2 separate regions of the Mus musculus genome follow, and region 1 is linked to region 2. Evidence: chromatin contacts called from public promoter capture Hi-C data. All regions are on one chromosome and are shown on one strand. The core of a region is the stretch at or near the end of the contact, and the rest is flanking DNA. Distances in the headings are between cores, read along the strand shown.

What was found. Promoter capture Hi-C pulls out the DNA fragments that hold promoters and counts their contacts.
Region 1: a contact with region 2 is called in a promoter capture Hi-C map of liver, with 5 times the contacts expected there. The contact joins the promoter of Ces2e here to the enhancer-like site in region 2. A contact is called at or near these places in 5 of 39 promoter capture datasets (the HPC-7 cell line, cranial neural crest, embryonic stem cells and 2 more), 2 of 115 datasets of contacts at active chromatin or transcription factors (embryonic stem cells and intestinal crypt epithelium) and 3 of 9 other capture datasets (adipose tissue, embryonic stem cells and liver).

What each region holds. Positions count from the first base shown.
Region 1 is chr8:104,924,837-104,927,536 of GRCm38.p6, forward strand. It overlaps Ces2e (carboxylesterase 2E), which reads left to right and starts at 1,424. Exons shown (of 12, transcript NM_172759.3): 1 at 1,424-1,560; 2 at 2,172-2,376. The coding sequence starts at 1,485.
Region 2 is chr8:104,769,288-104,772,196 of GRCm38.p6, forward strand. It overlaps the pseudogene Gm6831. Among named protein-coding and RNA genes, the nearest start is that of 4932416K20Rik, 24 kb to the right of the region's middle. Within about 2 kb of position 1,289, at least 2 of the 459 cell types and tissues checked have an H3K27ac peak or open chromatin away from gene starts, as enhancers often do. A contact at or near this core is called in liver, where this site is marked.

The sequences.
Region 1 (2,700 bases), core at 174-2,673, 160 kb after region 2:
ATTCAAATATATGAGTCTGTAAAGGCTATTCTCTTTCAAACCACTACACCAGTAGAGCTGAGAAAGTCTTGTATTAAGAGGAAGCACCAGGAAGCCCTGAAAACTTGAAGATGCTGATTCCTTGACCCTGAGAAAGAAGGAACTGAAGACGACCTCGTAGCCCTACAGCGCATCAGTTTCTTTGCTCAAGGAACTGAGAGGAGGGAGAGGAGCAGCCAGTGAGGGCTGGGACAGCAGACTGGTCAGGAGTGCATTGCAGCCACTACATTGAAACAATAGCCAGTGTTGGTAGGGAAAGGCTTGGCTGTATCATGCTTGCAGAGACAGAGAAGCCTTAAGGATGTAGCTCCGCCCGCAGTGCTAGGCCCATAAATTATCAGGATCTGGAAATACAGAGTGAAGGCAAATTCTCAGACTTCAGGCTTACTTTGATCCCTGTATCATGCCCTCTAGGAGATCCGTTGGGCATTGTGGGAGCTCCTAGTCCTGTACTCTTTGGTGTGTTCTGCCAGGGTTCTTTGTGATTATTACACACCTAGTGTAGACCTGTACCTTTGGCTTTATCATAGACTCTGAGAGCTCAGACACTGAGAGTTCAGTGTTAGACTAGCAGGACCTGAGTAAATGTTTGCTAAGTGAAGACCAGGAGATGGCACAATGTGCCAAGGAATTTTCAAAAGGCCAGAGACCTAAAATGGGTCCCCTATATCCACATGGTGGAATGATCTGACTGACGGAAGAGGCATTTCACATGTGTGGCATGGCATTCACACATGCATATAAACACATGCACAAGAAAGAAAGAAATAGAAAAAAATGGAAAGTGCTCCTTAAGTAGATAAAGAACTATGAAAGTTGATCTCAGCAGGAGCTGGCTAAAAGAGGAAACATATATTACAGAGGTGGTGTGAATAAGGAATGAGACTTGCGAAGTGCCACATTGTGGTGTTTCAGTGAAATAGCCAGGACACATGTGGAGGGGTCCATATAGACCCTAAGATCACTGTAATGGACATATTCTGAACACATTCTCTCCCTCCTTCCCTCTCTTCTCCCCCTCCCTCCCCCTCCCCTCTCTTATCTTGAATACATACCTACTTGAAGAAGCCCCCCAGGCTGTCTCTGTTACAGATTCCTGTTCTCTGAACTCCAGAACAACACTAACATCTGCCCAATGAGTACAAGGACAGTGATCATGGTTTGAATTGACTTAGGCTTGAATATAGGACTCCCTGTGTTACAGAAGGACTTCAGATGGCATGATATACCTTTCTAGGAGGCCAAAGAGCAGGAATAGAGATTGCTTTGGCTTCCTGCTGGCCTGCTCTTCTTTGGCAATACGAACTTTGCCCCGCCCTAGTGAATTTCCTGCCTACTTTATTTTAGGTCCAAATTCCTGCCTAGGCAAGACCCACATCTTTTATTTCCTGTCCATAGCACACAGATATCCTGGAGCAACACAGACTCAGATCTAAGAGCTGACTATGCCACTATACAAACTTCTTGGATGGCTGAATGCTGTGGCCTGTGGGGTCCTGCTTCTCGTTCTGCATGTGCAAGGTGAGAGTCATTCAGTGAGCAATGAGGAACAGGTCAGAGCTGCTCAGTTCCTCGGAGTCAGCAGGTTCGTTTGTGGGAGGGAAGTCACCAGGGAGGGAAAAGCTGGTAAAGATGGCAGATAAAAAGGGTGGAAAATGTGTGCCTCCCAATGCCTTCACCAAAGCCCACAGAGTGAACCCTGCTGCACATAGAGGGTCAGCAATACCTATGAACACCCCTTTCCAAAAACAATCATTCCAGTGGAAGAAGGGCTAAGAAGTGCTGCACCTGAAGGTTAGAGGAAAGAGAGCAAAGGTATCATTTCCTCTCTCCCTGTGTGACTGTGGCTGCTACAGACCTTTCGGTGATGATGAAAAGAATACATCCATGCTGTCAAGTGGCTCTGAGCATGTCTCCTCCTTAGAGACATGCCCTGCTACCATTCAAAAGGAGTATAAGTAATGTTCCTGGCTTGGGGGTTATGTAGAAGCTCCTACTCGCACATCCCACACCTGAGCCTACACACCCCAAATTCCCTTCCCCATGGGCACTTAGTGAAAATAAGGTGGGAATAAACCATGTAGTGGCAACTGCCTGGGCAAAACTAACCATGTTGGCATCTCCACCCACAGGTCAGGACTCAGCCAGCCCCATCAGGAACACACACACAGGCCAGGTGAGAGGCAGCCTTGTCCACGTGAAGGACACTGACATCGCTGTTCATACCTTCCTGGGAATCCCCTTTGCCAAGCCTCCTGTAGGACCACTGCGCTTTGCACCTCCTGAGGCCCCTGAGCCATGGAGTGGGGTGAGGGATGGGACCTCACATCCAAACATGTAAGTTTTGGACCTAGACAATTGCAGGCCGGGGGTAAAAGCATGCTTTAAGCTCTGGGAGCAAATGAAATGCTTCCTTCTTCTCAACCCCATAGAAGTTTTCTGTCTATGATGTGCAGTGCGTTGTGCATTTTTAGATACATAGCTAAGGCTTCTAATAGAAAAAACTTTGCCAGTCTCCTGGGTCAAAGATCAGTTCCTATACGTTATCTCTCAGTTTTGCAGTGAGAAACAGATATGAATGGTTCCTAGATTCAGAATATGCCAAGTGATCTCTGCCACCATAAATGAGGTCTATGGACAAAGGTCAGTATAAACACCTTA
Region 2 (2,909 bases), core at 39-2,538:
TACTTAACAGCTAATAGCCACTCATAAGTGAGTACATGTTTGTCTCTCTGGATCTGCGTTACCTCACTCAGGACGATTTTTTTTTCTAGTTCCATCCATTTGACTGCAAATTTCATGGTGTCATTTTTTTTTTTCTTCTAACAGCTAAGTAGTACTCCACTGTGTAAATGTACCAATTTTCTTTATCCATTCTACAGTTGAGGGGCATCTAGCTTGTTTCCAATTTCTGGGTATTATGAATAAAGCTGCTATGAACATAGTTGAACAAGTGTCATTATGGTATGATGGAACATCCTTTAGGTATATGCACAGGAGTTGTATAGCTGGGTTTTGAGGTAAATCAATTCCAAATGTTGTGAGAAACTGCCATATTGACCTACAGTTTTTCCTGCCTGCAACATATTCTGGGATAATGGTGGTGCAGAACACGTGGAATGGTCAACTAATGAGGTCATGGTCAACTAATGAGGTAATGGTCAACTTGAGGCCCATGTCATAAGAAGGAGCCCACATTCTACATTGCCTGGACGGCCAGAAACCAGAGGCTGGATAGCCTGAAGATCTAAGATAGAACCAAACACAACTTGCCAAAAAAAGTTTAATGAAATGATTCCTAATGACATTCTACTATGCTCACAGATCTATGCCTAATCCAGTTATCATCAGAGAGGCACCTGTCAGCCTCTGGTGGGAGCAGTTCCAGACACTCATAGCCAAATATTAGGCGGAGCTTGGGTACTCCATGAAGAGGGGGAGTGGCAGAATTGTAGGAGAGGTCAAGGACACCATAACACAGCCCACAGAATCATCTAAGTAGGGCTCATATTGGTTCAGAGACTGAAGCACCAGCAACCATGGAGCTTGCATAGGGCTGTGCTAGGTCCTCTGCGTAATGTTATGGTTGGGTAGCTTAGTGGTCTTCTGGGACTCCTAACAGTGGGAGTGGGATGCCTCTGATTCCCTTGCCTACTCTTGAGACCCTCTCCATCCTACAGGGTTGCCTTGGGACTGAGGATTTGTACCTGATCTTATTGTAACTTGTTAAGCCATGATCAGAAGATATCCCTGGGAGGCTAGCTCCTTTCTGGGGGGAAAGAGAGGAAGAAATGGATCTGGGTTGGAGCACAGGGATCCTGGTATTGAAGAAGGACTTCAGATGGGATGTTGTGCCTGTCCAAGAGGCCAGGGAAGGAGCAGAAACTGCAGAAGTGGCTTTGTCCTGACTGCTGGCTGTTGGCTTCCTGTGGCTATTACCTTATCAGTTCTTCTGCAATAAGAACTTTGCCCCATCCAACCAAATTTCCACACCTACCCCCCCACCAAAGGTACAACTTCTTGCTTGGGCCAGGCCGATCTGTTCTGTTTCCTGCTGTGAGACTCTCATGTGCAGCAGCACAGGTTTAGGCCTGAGATTCAACCACGCCATTGGCTAGACTTCTTGGTTGGCTGTGTGTTGTCGCCTGTGGGCTCCTGCTTCTCCTCCAGCATATGAATGATGAGACTATCTAAATTAGCACAGGGGACCAGGGTCAGAGCTGCCCCAGTTCTGAAGAATCAGAGGCTGAGAGTGGGAATGAAAGGAACCAGGGAGGGAGGAGGAACAGGTAGAGATGACGGACATCGGACTGCCTTGAGGTTCCAGCTCCCACTAATGACACAGAAACTATTTTTTTTCCATTTTTTTATTAGGTATTTAGCTCATTTACATTTCCAATGCTATACCAAAAGTCCCCCATACCCACCCACCCCCACTCCCCTGCCCACCCACTCCCCCTTTTTGGCCCTGGCGTTCCCCTGTACTGGGGCATATACAGTTTGCAAGTCCAATGGGCCTCTCTTTCCAGTGATGGCTGACTAGGCCATCTTTTGATACATATGCAGCTAGAGTCAAGAGCTCCGGGGTACTGGTTAGTTCATAATGTTGTTCCACCTATAGGGTTGCAGATCCCTTTAGCTCCTTGGGTACTTTCTCTAGCTCCTCCATTGGGAGCCCTGTGATCCATCCATTAGCTGACTGTGAGCATCCACTTCTGTGTTTGCTAGGCCCCGGCATAGTCTCACAAGAGACAGCTATATCTGGGTCCTTTCGATAAAATCTTGCTAGTGTATGCAATGGTGTCAGCGTTTGGATGTTGATTATGGGGTGGATCCCTGGATATGGCAGTCTCTACATGGTCCATCCTTTCATCTCAGCTCCAAACTTTGTCTCTGTAACTCCTTCCATGGGTGTTTTGTTCCCACTTCTAAGGAGGGGCATAGTGTCCACACTTCAGTCTTCATTTTTCTTGAGTTTCATGTGTTTAGGAAATTGTACCTTATATCTTGAGTATCCTAGGTTTTGGGCTAATATCCACTTATCAGTGAGTACATATTGTGTGAGTTCCTTTGTGATTGGGTTACCTCACTCAGGATGATGCCCTCCAGGTCCATCCATTTGGCTAGGAATTTCATAAATTCATACTTTTTAATAGCTGAGTAGTACTCCATTGTGTAGATGTACCACATTTTCTGTATCCATTCCTCTGTTGAGGGGCATCTGGGTTCTTTCCAGCTTCTGGCTATTATAAATAAGGTTGCTATGAACATAGTGGAGCATATGTCCTTCTTACCAGTTGGGGCATCTTCTGGATATATGCCCAGGAGAGGTATTGCTGGATCCTCCGGTAGTACTATGTCCAATTTTCTGAGGAACCGCCAGACTGATTTCCAGAGTGGTTGTACAAGCCTGCAATCCCACCAACAATGGAGGAGTGTTCCTCTTTCTCCACATCCACGCCAGCATCTGCTGTCACCTGAATTTTTGATCTTAGCCATTCTGACTGGTGTGAGGTGGAATCTCAGGGTTGTTTTGATTTGCATTTCCCTGATGATTAAGGATGTTGAACATTTTTTCAGGTGCTTCTCTGTCA